2 separate regions of the Anas platyrhynchos genome follow, and region 1 is linked to region 2. Evidence: chromatin contacts called from public Hi-C data. All regions are on one chromosome and are shown on one strand. The core of a region is the stretch at or near the end of the contact, and the rest is flanking DNA. Distances in the headings are between cores, read along the strand shown.

The links. A called contact is a pair of places that touch in the nucleus more often than the background predicts.
Region 1: a contact with region 2 is called in a Hi-C map of subcutaneous adipose tissue, with 2.4 times the contacts expected there. The contact joins the promoter of KCNC4 here to the enhancer-like site in region 2. A contact is called at or near these places in 2 of 8 Hi-C or Micro-C datasets (liver and subcutaneous adipose tissue).

Annotation. Positions count from the first base shown.
Region 1 is chr27:3,227,236-3,233,651 of IASCAAS_PekinDuck_T2T, reverse strand. KCNC4 (potassium voltage-gated channel subfamily C member 4) reads left to right here and starts at 4,449. Exons shown (of 5, transcript XM_038168451.2): 1 at 4,449-4,755. The coding sequence starts at 4,588. It overlaps SLC6A17 (solute carrier family 6 member 17), which reads left to right. Exons shown (of 12, transcript XM_038168436.2): 12 at 1-1,208.
Region 2 is chr27:3,184,255-3,190,399 of IASCAAS_PekinDuck_T2T, reverse strand. LOC119713986 (a long non-coding RNA gene) reads left to right here. Exons shown (of 3, transcript XR_005261135.2): 2 at 574-720; 3 at 807-943. Among named protein-coding and RNA genes, the nearest start is that of RBM15, 5.9 kb to the right of the region's middle. Within about 2 kb of position 4,224, at least 1 of the 8 cell types and tissues checked has an H3K27ac peak or open chromatin away from gene starts, as enhancers often do.

The sequences.
Region 1 (6,416 bases), core at 3,200-5,699, 43 kb before region 2:
AATGACAAAATGTATTCCAAAGTGGCCCATGACCTATTTTCATTCCCAGTGCTGTACAGATCAGTTCTCACTGTATATCAGACATATTTTTACCTTTTCATTTCTTGTGCGTGGTGGGTGGCCATCCCTCCCCCCATGCCCCTCCCCAGCCTCAAGGGGTCCCCTAGCATGGGGACCACAGAGAGGAGGAGGGGGGAGGAAGCCTTTCTTTTTATCTGTGGAAGTACTGTATTTCTGTGTGGTATTTGCTTGGTGTTAGGCACAGGGGTCTGTGGGGGGGTAAGTTGTAGGTGATCCGTGTCGTGGCCGTGTGAGCGTGCGCATGTTCGTCCATAGATGCTGTGTGTGGGGGTGTGCGCGTGTACGTGTGTGTGTATGTGTTTTGTTTGGGGTCACTTCTTGCTGTTCTTGGCCACTTTTGAAGCCTGCAGTGGGGCCTTCTCCCACCTGCCAGGGCAGGCTCTCTCCTCCACGCACCTTCTTGGGGTCCCAGGGCTGTGGATCAGGACAAACCTGGTGACTTTTAGCCCTGGCAACCACTTTTATTTTCTTTTTCCCCCTCAGAGGCACAGGGAATAGCTGCTAGTTGTGAGCACAGACACTTTTCAGTTTTCATCCAGGCAGTCAGAGCAGGAGGGGGGAACCGCTGCCGATATTCCTGCCCCCTCCTCTTGCTCCCTGCCTGGTTCCCAGCCTGGATCCTGCTGCTTGGAAGGGGATGGTGTCCTCGACAGGAGATGCTGGCTGAATCAGGATGGGTTGAAGTCCCGACTGAGGAGAGAGGCTTACCCTCCTGCCCCTACACAGACCCTGGCAGCTCACATTAAAGCCCAGCTCCTCCTGGGAGCTGCTCCCGCTGCCACACTCCTGCCCCTGTCCTCCCCTGAGCCTGGGTCTCGCCAGCAGGAATGGGGCACAGGTGGCAGGGCTGGGTGGCCTTGGTGGCACTGCCAGCCCCAGGGGACACGGCCCAGCCTGGGCAGAGACATGGCAGCACACGGGTTGTGGCCACTTCCCCTGTGGGTAAGCACAAGGCTGGCAAAGCCCTTCTGTACAGGTAAAAGCACAGATCTGGTAGAAACTCGTCCCATGTATCCTCGTAGCCAGTGTATTTAACATACGTGCCGTGCTGGCCGGACTCATTGGCAGTCGAGAGAAACCCTGTAAGAGCTGTAATGGAGTCTGATTAAAAGTTTCTTCTTACCAAGTCTCTTTGCCTGTTTCCTTTCTTGGGGTGGGCTTTGGGGTCTCTCTGAGGTTTGAGGTTGCAAAGAGCTAAAGCAACGGGCTCCAAGGCTGCCAGCACCCATGGACATGGATGTCTCTGTCCTTCCCTGTCCTGTCCAGTCACCCATATCGTCCTTCTGTTTCCCCTTCTCCTCTTTGATCCCCTTCCTGTGCCTCCATCAGCCCCTGCAAGGAGCCCGCTGTGGGCATGGCTGCCCATAGGCTCTCCAGGAGCATCACAGAGGTGATCTTGCATACTGGACCAGCTCAACCAGTACACACCAGCATTACGGGGCACATACACTGGTAAGACATATGTTCCTCTTCCAATGCCCTGCTAACACCGCTGATGTCTCATTCAGAGCACTGCGGGTGCCGGGAGTCTGGAGAGCCACCTTGGAGAAGGACTGGAGCTTTCCAGCAAACCCAAATAACTTCAGCTGCTGGATATCAGCTTAGTAACAAGCTTGGTGGGAAAAGCTTCCCTTCACTTCCCTTCTCTTGCATCTTTTGTAGCTTCTTTGGCTTCCCCAGGTCTGATACCAGGGAGCAAGGAGGGAGGTAAAAGAATAGAGGCGAGTTGGGACCAGCTGAGACGTGCCAGCAGTGGGGATGCCATTGGGGTACTTTGCTGCTGTGAACTGTGAGCATCCCCTCTGTGGTGGCAGCTGCATAGGAGCAGGTCAGGTTTTCTGAGCACCTCCAGCGCTGCATTGTCTGGAGGTGTTGGTGCAGCACTGGGGCGAGGACCTGCACTGAGGGCTGGAGGAGCAGCACTGCCCACGGCGGAGGCAGGAGGAGGCACACAGGTCCCTCCAGGACCAGGCTCTGGGGCAGCACATCCTGCAGGGCAATGGCCAGTACAATGGGACACAGAGGACAGCTCTGGCCCCAGCACAGTCCCATCTGTGGGATCAGGGGTGGAAATGCTCCCAGCTCCTCCCCAGTCTCAGAGACATCCCCAGTGAGGCAGAGCAGAGAGGGATGAAGGAGTAGGGGTGCAGAGCCCATCAAATCCAGCTCAGGGTGATGTCTGAGGCCCTGCGGTACCCACTTGTGGCTGTTCACTGCTGTGCTGAGCTGTCAGGCCTCAGCCTGAACCTGTGCTCACTCTGCAGTGTGTGCTGCCTGATTACGAACTTGGAAGAGGCTCAGACCTGGGACATAGGGAGGTGACACATTCCCACTGCTGGACTGTGGGTGAGCAGTGGCTGGCTGGCACGAGGGCCTTGTCCCCAGGCCACCCCACAGTGTAGAAAGGGAGTCATTTTGATTTATCCCCTTCTCTCTCAGGCAGGGAAATATTGCAGCTATCTGCAAAAGCAAACCCAGGGAAAAAAAAAAAAAAAAAAAAAAAAAACAGCAGCAAAGATGATGCATCTTTGGGATTGCAGTTACTGCATGGGATGAGTGAGCTGCTGCCATGGAAAAGCCCCAGGCCGGGAGGGTAAGAGCAGGGCAGGCTTCAGCTGTGTTCACTCTGAGGAGTCCCAGGGCTGAAAGTGGGTTGCGGGGGGATATGGGGGCAGAAACATCCAGCTTCTGGTGCAGGGGCTCCACACAAAACCTGCCTGAAACAAACGGCAAAGGGTGATTCTGGCCCACATGGGGCTGGAAAAAAGCCCTGGAGAAACAAGGCAAATTTAAGCCACGTGTGTGATTTAAAAAAACACTATTACAGACTCCCTGTGACAGTGAGGCACAGAGCCTGGCAGGAGGCAGAGGATGGTACCACTGGATCAGGGGGTGATTTCTGGGTGTCTCACTTCAAAACATCCCTGGACTGGAGTGTGGACATGGGGTGGGTGCAGACGCAGTGCAGGGGTGCCCGTGTGAAGGAGCAGAGTCTCACCGTGGGTCTGAGCGGTGCTGGAAGAAATGCACAGCTGTGATCCCAGCTCTTGCAGACAGGGAAACCGAGGCACGGCATGCAGCCAGGAGCTGCTCGCAGCCATCCAAACGGCAGACAAAGGCGACTGGAGCACCTCTGCTGCTCCCGCTCCAGCCCCAGCCTCCTCCAGCCCCGAAATTGCTTTGGCGGAGCAAAATTGCATCAGCGACGCCACGGATGGAGCCAGATTCGCCGCCGGCCCCAGCCGCCCTCCGCCGCCCGCTTTCCCTGCGCGGCAGCCCCGCCAGGTGGCACTTGTGTCACAGCGGCGCGGGGACCGGGGGGAGGGACTGGGGCTGGAAACGAGCCGTGTCCCCTCCGCGGCAGAGGTGGCGTGGGGACGGGGAGGCAAACTCGGGGTGTGCAACCTGCTCTCCCAAGGGAGCGCAGCCCCGCTGTCCGTGCCCGGCCGGCGAGGAGCAAGTTTAGCTGAAAAATTCACCCCAACAGAGGAGCACGGCAGAGACGTGCCTGGCTCACAGCCTGCAATAGGTTCTCTGCGAAAACCCGCTTCTGAGAGAGCATCTTGAAAGGCTGTGTGGGCTCCCACCCTGGGGTGCAGTGGGTGCCGCCGCCTCCTGCCCAGAAGCTGGCCTGCCCCACCAAAAGCATGAAGGGAAGAGGGCAGAGACCTTGGGGCAAGTAGGCTGCTGTCAACATGTTTTTCTAGTAATAGATCCTAGTCTTGAAGTACGTGGTGTGGTTGGTTTGTCCATCTCTACCCCAAAGCTGGATTGTCTCCCTAAACTCAGATGCAGTTCCCCTGCCTCCTCTGTCCCTCCATGGGCAGAGATGCCACATGTTCCCAGCATCTCCCTGTCCCCTCCTTCAGGTCATGCAGCCCTCCAAGAACTCCACAGGCTGTCATGCCACTCTCTGTGTGCCAAGCTGGGGATGTGCCCCTTTCACTGGGCTGTGGGCCCTATGACAGTGCAGAGACCAGTGGGGAGAACCTGGGAACCCCATACCTCATCCTCGGGACCAAGGGCTCTGGCTTTTCAGGTTGCAGCTGATCTTCCATGAAATCTTCCAGATCCTACTGATCCATCCCTTACCCGGAGGTTGTCTGTCAGCCTTGCAGTGGGGATGAAGGAGGTCCCTGCAGAAGTGACTCCCTCTCTCTCCAAAAAGACCCTTATTCATCAAGCTCTTGCTATTTTTTCTCTCTCTCTTTTTTTTTTTTTTTTTTTTTTTTTCCATGGACATTAAAAATCTGAAGGCATATTTAGAGAGCAGACAGCTTTGGGCGGGTGTTGCTGGCTAAAAGATCCTTTCCTTCCCCAGATACAACCCATTTGTCTGCCTGGCCACCCCCTCCCGCCCCAGGAGCGGCTGTGCTTGGGTGCACGGCGATCTGTTGGGATGAAAGTCGCTGTATAAAATATTAGCATCAGGTCGCAGCATTCCTTCCTCCTGGCCAAACTCACATTACTGATGATGAGGAGCTGAGCTGTGATGCCTGGCCAGTGATGCAAGGCTCGATTTTTCCAGCACGGCTTTCCCTTGGGCTCCGTGCTCCCCTGCTGGTGCAGCCCCCGGTGGTTTGGGTGTGGAGCCGTGCCAGCCTCCACCCGCTCAGGATTCGGCCCTGGAAGCTGTCGAGTTGCAGCTACAGTTGGAGCAGGGCTTTCTTGGTGGTAAGATTTTAAGCGCGGCTCTGATGTCTCTGATGTCTCTGATGCCTTTTGGGTGGAGTGTCTGCCCCAGCACCCCTGGCAGGGGGGTGATCATGTCACAGAGGGGACAAACCCACGCAAGGGGTGGGGGTGGGAGGCTCAGGACCCCGTGGGGACCCTCTGCAGAGCCCAGGAAGGTGCAGATTGGTGCGGGAGTGGGGCAGCATTCCCCACTCACTGTCCCCTCACTCTGCACTGAGGACTTCCTTACCCAGGTGCTGACCCATTGCTAAGTTGTGTCCCCCTCCCTCTGCTCCCCGGCCTCCCCCCTCAGTAACAAACCTGTGTTGGGCTCTGATCCCACTTATAACCCCAAATCACACACCTGCAACCCCCTCCGCCCCCCTCCCTGCCAACACCAGCAGTGCCGGTGCTGGAGTAAACAGCGCTGACAGGACCGGGTCCCTGGGGTCTTTGCCTTGGTGACAGGCTTGTCCCTCTGCACGTCCTCCCCAGTCCCAGGAGGAGCTGAGCTTCACCATCCCCCGGGGGTGGAAGAGCCCCCAGCGAGGGGGCTGAGGGGAAGGGCCAGGGGCTGGGGTGGGTGATGCCCTGCGTCCTGCGCTGAGCCCAGTCCCAGCACCCATGGGCACAGCTCCGGGGAAGGGACGAATTTCATGCGGGAGCCGCTGCAGGGCAGAGGGATGCTCGGGGAGGGGGTCGTGGGAGGGAAGGGCCGGGGCTGACTGGTGCTGCCGGGCTCCCCGTCAACCGCCGATCCGCACCTAGGGTCGGTCTCTGCTGACCTCTCGGTGAGCGAGGGATTGTGAGCCAGGGAGGGATGGGATCTGCTCGAGCCTCTGCCAAGAGCTGGCTCCAGATCCGCAGGCAGCTCTGGGCTGCATTTCCCCTCCGGCGCGAAGCGGAGCTGGGGTGTCCGGGGCTCCCTCCGCACTGACACAGAGCCCCCCGAGCCTCGCTGCGCACCGCGCCCCGCGGGGAGGTGAGCCGGAGCTTGGGGGGCTGCCGCGGGGGGTGGAGGGGGGAGTGGAAGGGACGGAGGGATGGACGGACGGACCGACGGACGGCTGGGTGTGATGGTGGGGTGGATGGCTGGGAGGATGGAGGGAGGGATGCGGGGATGGAGGAGCGTGGCGGGGAGGGAGGGAAGGAAAGAGGGCAGCAGCGGGGGGTGCCGGCGGCAGCGGGGGGCCGTGGGGCCGGGCGCTGGGGCGGGGGGGTCCCCGGCCCCCCGGCGGGGCGGCGCCGGCTCCTGTAACCCCGCCGCTCGCTCCCAGCCCTATAAAAGCCCCGGGCGGCGGCGCTTCCCCGCCGAGCCCCGGAGCAGCCCTCGCCGCCTCCCCGGCTGAGCCGAGCCGGGCGGCAGCCTCCGGGGCGCAACAGGCCCCCCCGGGCCGGCCACGCGGGAGCAGCACCCCCCCCCCCCTCCCCGCCGCCGCAGCCCCCTCTGAAGGGCAGGGCCCCGCTTGGAGGTGTGTGGGGGGGGAGCATCCATTCTCCCCCCGCCGCCTCCACCGGGAATCGGGGAGGGGCCCCTGCCCCTCAGCCCGGGGGGGGGCGGAGGGAGCGCGGAGCCGCCGGAGCGGGAGGGGCGGGCGGCGGGGCCCCCCCGCGGCTGGCGCTGCAGGTACCGGGGGCTGCCCCCCCTCCGCCGGCCTTGG
Region 2 (6,145 bases), core at 2,975-5,474:
ATGTCCCCAAATGCTGCTGTTAGGCAACAGCAACCTCTGGTTCCTCTGAAATGTAAAAGGTGACAGCATCATGCACAATATTCTGCTGTCCCTCACTTAAAACTGAGTAAGGAGACCATTTTCTCCCTCTGTCATTCCATCACTCGGCCTCCTGCAGCAACGCTGTTGAAGCGCAGCTGGAGCCAGGACAAGGCAGTGCAGGTCTGCTCTGTGCTGCGTGCCCAGGTCTGGCTTGCAGAAGCTCAGGGTGTCCTGGACCTGCACCAAGAGCATCTGCAAGCAATTCTGTCACAGAAGCTCTTGGCAGGCAGCTGCAGCCATCCTGGCTGGTCCGTGGGCATGGCCTGGGGATGTCCCAGCCTCAGCAGCAGCACTGGGGCTGCCTAGCTCTCAGCAGTGGGGAAGCAGAGTGGTTGTGTGCAGGTCACGGCAGAAGATTTTTCTCACTTTGTGTAACGTGTGGTGAAGCTGTAGGGTCTCCTCTCCTCATCTCAGTGGTCTCCTGGGGTCAGAGGTCCCCCCTCCAAGAAGTGTTTCAGGGCATCTCAGCCCATTCGTACTTGTTCTCACCAGGTGTGCTGGGTTGTATGTAGTATGTGGGTGCTGCTGAGCTCCCAAGAGAGAAGGATCCTGGATCTGTCCTGTGCTGAAATGTGGATGCAACAGCTTGTGAAGCATCTCCAAGACTGAATGCACAAGAGGGCTTCCAAAGGACCTGTGGTAAGAAGTAAGCCATGCAGTTTCTCCTGTTCACAGCTCCTATGTCCCATCTCTCAGCCATTATTTTTGATTATTTTTTTTTCCAGAAAGCAGACAAATATTTGCAGCAGCTCAAGTCTGCCTTTGACTGAGGTGTGAGAAACAACTGCAGTGCCAAACTCCTCAATGTGTAGCAAGCACCCAGGGAGAAACAGGCTGCACCAACTCACGCAATGTAGCTTGCCATGAATGCACTGTGAGTGTCAGCAGCGCTTATTGCATCTCGGCAGAGTGATGGTAACCTGATTACTGGCAGCCTCTACCCCCGAGGTCATTAAGCACCAGGGAAAAGCAACTAGAGTCTCATAAAGCTTTCTGGAGAGATTTGGATCAAAACCTAAGCTCTGAGTGTCCTTGGGCTGTGAGACGTCTGTTCCCATGTCCATGCTCCTCCACGTGCCTTGTGGGATGCTTTGGGGGAGTCTGTGTGAGAAGTCCAGGCTGGACCCTGATGGTTAAATCTTACTGGAGAAATGCAGGCTTCAGAATGAGGCTGCTCGCTCAGGATGGTCCAGATGTGGGTTAAATCCTGCTTCAGGCTCGGGGAGTTAGATTCCCTCCTTGCTTTACTACCTGCTCTTGTCTGCATTTCCCATAGGGAGCCTGGTCAGTCTGTGCCTCGCAGGCTGGAGGCACCTGGAAGTGCCTGAGCAGCAGGGGAACTGCTGTAAGAAAGCAAATGGTGGGCTCCATGTGAGGAAATCTGGGAGGGAAGACAGCAATGGAGAGTCAGTGAGAGAGAACAGAGGAGGAACATTTCTCCCTTTTCTGCTGGAAGCCATCAGGCAATCCTGCTGCTTCCACTAAACCCACCCAAAGGAGTCAGGCAAAAATCTAAGAAATGCACAAACTGAAACAGTCGGGGAAAGGGGAGGGAGGGGTAGAGCTCAATGCTGAAGTTAATGGCCTGTGAACAGGACTGATGGCATGGGCCATGGGCAGAGCCTGAAGGGCAAATCACACCTGCAGGGAAGATGAACAAGCATTTGCCTGCGATGAACAAGGGCAGCTTCTCAAGGGCACCAGCAGGAGGATGGGGCAGGGGACTGCCATGGGGCTGAAAGGGTTAAACAAATAGTTCCTTGGCTTTTTCACTCATTTGTATGCCTCTCCTGGCAGCATTTAGGTGTAATAAATCCACATGTGTGTGAGTGCACACCCAGTGCCCTTCCCCTGAGGGCTGCCTCAGAAAATAACCTCTTCCAGCTGCAGGGCCAGGAGGCACCGGGGCCCCCCAGCCGCAGGGCCGGGTGATTACCCCCAGGTGTCCAGTGGGGGAACTGGGACACAGAGCAGTGAAATGGCTTGGGCTGGGTGGAGAGAAAGTGGCGGGGCTGCGGGCAGGGCTGTGAGTGGAGCGTGCCGGGGGTGTATTTGCTTTTGAGCGTGGGCTGAAGGCTGGCCCCAGCACCAGGACTGCACATGGGTCTCACGCTGAGTGGTTGGGTTTCCTCTCCTCTCAGATCAGAGAGGGGCCGAAAGCCCCTTGCATACCTGGGCAGGGCTGCAGAGGGGTTTTTCGCCCTGGTTGCTCTGGGCTGGAGCAGACCCGGGTGCTGTTCTCTCTCAGCTCTGTCTGCTCATTTTTGGACTGGCTTTTGTCTGCGCTCAGCCAGGCTCCTTGTCGCCCAGACAGGAGAGATGAAAATGAGCTCTCATCCTCTGCGGAGGAGATCAGGGAGAGAGACAGAGGAAAAGTGAGGGAGATTAAGCAGAAATAGCTTCAGGGGTCATTTAAAAATATCCCCATGACTCCCTTAAATATATATTTAGCAAGAATTCATAGTCCATGGCTGAGGGAGCTCCAGGCACCAAATGTACAGAACGGTTTTTGATGAAGACCCACGGGATCCAGTGCAGGTTGGAGGGATGGAGGCTGCTGGGGTGGAAGAGGGGGAGATGTGGGGCAGGGGTGGCAAGGTGGCTCCCAGCCACCTCCCCGTGCCTGTCAACTGCCTCGATGCAGCATGCAGCCACGTGCTGGTCCCTTGGGGCTTCCAAAACAAGGTCATCTTCCTTCAGGGTCCATCAGCAGGCCAAATCCAGGGCACCTGCTGTGTAACCACCCAGTTCATCGCAGTTTTCCTCCCCCAGGAGTAACTGCCTGCCTGAGAGCTGTCCATCTTTGCTCCTTGGGCCACAGCAGCTGGGAATGGCCACAGAGGTACAGGGCTGAGCCTGGCCCTTCTGGAGGGGAACCAATGGAGCTGCTGGTGGACCAGGAGAGGTGGACATGCACGGGATTGAAATGGTCCTGAAATGCCTTCAAGGAGAGAGACAAGCGCTCAGCAGGGTTCCCCCAGGAGGACGATATGAAGCTGCTGCAGGGCTGATGCGTGGCAGGTGACACACTGGGACAGCTGGGAGCAGCACAATGCGCTTTGCTTCAGCTCCCCCACTGGCTCTGAGATCCCAAAGTGTTTTTCAGTCCCCAGTGCTTCAGGAGTAGGAAGGTCCCCTTGTTCCTAGGAGCATCTTGGGCTGAAGGAAGGGTAAAATCCCAGGTCTGCCCCAAGGCTGCGTGATCTGCCAGAGCCCATGAATTATTCACTGCTCCTCCAAGTTGCAGAGGATCCCGTTACGCCGTGCAAAAGGGTCTCCTTGAGCAGCAAAGCCTTACCCACAGCTGCAACTTGGAAACCCAAGGGCTGGAGGGAACTCAGCTCACGCCTTCCTTCCTCAGGGCCAGCACTGCTCCAATAGCAAAGTCAGGCAGGCTTTTGATTTCGGGGCTCTGCCTGAAGGTTGGTGGGTGTCTCCTTACAGCCCTGCTTTATTGATTGTCTCCTGCCTGAGTTCCCACCCTATTCAGATTGTAACAGCTCCCTGATGACAAATGGGGCTGCCAGCCTCTAATTTATTTTAATTGCCATCTTTTCTTCCCACTAACAGTGCAGAGGCACAACAAACCTGTGCTGGAGTGCCTGATCTGGGAGGTGCTGGGGGCATTTTGGTGATTTTGAGGGAACTATCTTGGTTGGAGAATCTTCTTTCCCCACCTGTCCAGCACAGGAAAAGCCCTCTCTGAAAACCCATAGCATGGGAAAACCGAGGCACAGGCAGTGCTTAGGAGGAGGTGGGAACCAGTCCCTGGGTGACAGTGAAGAGAAACCAGCATCAGGTTGCCCATGTGTAGCATGGGCTGGGGAAGGAGGATAAACGGAAACAAAGTCTGCGTTTTGTGGTCAGCATGTGTCCTCGTACTGGAGGGCTCCCTGGCACCTTCTGGCCTCCTCGCCTGCTGCAGGGGTGATGCCTTTCAGCACAACACCGTTTTTGCTTGGGAAGGTGTCAGAGGGAGGAACATTTTGTGAAGATTTGGTGTTTTCAACTGTATGCCTGTAGACAGAGGTGCTGTGAAAGGATAGGCCGTGCTAGAGGAGAGGACATGCTGCTCGGCACGCTGCTCTCCACTCCCACCTGTGGAGCGTGGAGCAGGGAAGATATGACACAGGGCACCCCGGAGCCTGTAGAGATGGGTGACTTTTGTATGTGCGTGGCAGTGTTTGGCACTATGGAGAATGAGGTAAGGATGCTTACGAGGGTGGAGGAGAGGTGTGAGGTGCCTGGATGCGGGCTGGCTCACAGGGCCATCTCTGTGGTCCCCCCATGCAGGTGCTGGGCTCTGCAAGCTGCTGCTCAGCTCATCCCTTCCCAGCTGCTTGTGCAAAGGGTTGAGAGTTACCCTCTGCCACAGGCTGTGTCTGCGCTTTCCACCCTACTGGGACAGCAGGGAAAGGCCACAGGTCCCAGCAGTTCAGAGCAGGGCTGGCTTTCCACAGCATCCCTTTGCACTGCTTCTCCTTCCACAGCAAGCCACTCGTCCTGCAAGCACGTCACACTTGGTGGTGACATTACAGCTCGCAGCAGGGGTGGGGGCCTCCCCTGTCCCTATCCAAGAGGAGTCCTCCCCTGCCCAAATTCCCAAAAGGCGCCTGACAGCCCTGGCTGAAACTGAGCCAGATCTCTGGTGTTTGGGGCATCTTGGGGCCCCGGGGTGATGTGAAGTCCTCCTTGTCTGGAGCTGCCACCTGTTTGCTGTCTGCCCAGCAGAACACAGCTTGTGCAAAGCTGCTGCAGTGCTGGCTCATTGTGTCGCGGCGTGGCAGCATGCTGCCGTGCAGTGACATGGCAATGGCTGGAGCGGAGGACCCAGTGCTTAAAGATGCCAGGAGAGTGATGAGTCTCATCTCTTGGCGTGGGTGCAGGTACATTGAGTTCTTCTGGGATGGGTCCCCAACATCTGGCGCCTCCATTCCATGTGGACATTGGTGTCCAGAGGAGGGGGGTTGTCCCCAGCATGTCCCTGAGGAGGGCAGCTGGGGACAGGGAAGGGCAGGACGCCAAGAGCACAGAGGAGCCCCAGCTGCTCGAGACTTTGTAATGCTGGACGCTGACGGGTGTCCTCTGGGCACTGGGCTTCGGTGCAGGATGTGGCCCTGGCTCCCTGATGCTGCCTGAATCCTCTCTCTACTTTGGGGTTTATTCTTCCCTTTCCATTAATCTCCGATTATTAGGTGGAAAGTGAACAATTACTGTGCTAATGGCTCCATAAATTCCTTCATTACTTATTAAACCCGCGCAGCGGAGGAAAAGCAACGAAACAGGGTGGAGAAGGGCCGGGGAACGGATCCGTCCGGCAATTCCTGGGCTGCCGCTGCCCTCTGCCGGCAGCGGGGCTGGACTGGGGAGCAGTGGGGTGCCCAGGGGAGCTCGAAGATGCTGCTAGGTCTGGGGCATGGAGGGGGACACCTTGCCCGGGGAGCTGCTGCAAAAGCTGTCCTCAGAGGCCGCGAGGTGGTGCCGAGCTGGGCTGAAGCACGGGGAAGAGAGTTTGGCTTTAGCTGGGCAGCTATCGGGTGCTCCTGATTGATTTTGGCGCTGGGAGGAAAATCAGGCAATGAGGGACCAGTCCCTACAGGGACCATTCCCCATCGAGCACACCAGCACAAACCAGGAATAAAGCCCAGGCCAATTCCTCAGGGCTGAGATGTTCGCAGGGACTGGCACCACTTGGCGCAACAGAACTGAGCCAAGAGCTGGGGCAGGTCGAGGACTCTTGAACTCACCCCCATCTCCACGCTGGCTCCCCAGGAGGCTGCAAGCAAACCCCAGGCACCTCTTTTTCTGCTGGAGGAAGGAGCCCTCTCTCTCCTGGCTTTCCTTGAGGTTCTGGGAGCTGCCTCACAGTTCGCTGCCAAACCTCACTATGATCCTGCAGGGTGGACATTCTCCAGCTTTTTTTTTTTTTTTTTGCTGCTGGCGAAGGCAGAGACCATCGTGAGAACTGCAGTGACTGTGTGGGGGAAGCTTTTGCCTCCCTTTTGTGGTGCTGAGGGTCAGGGTGCAAGCCAGCTCGCTTTTGCGCTGGCAGGAGCTCCTGGGA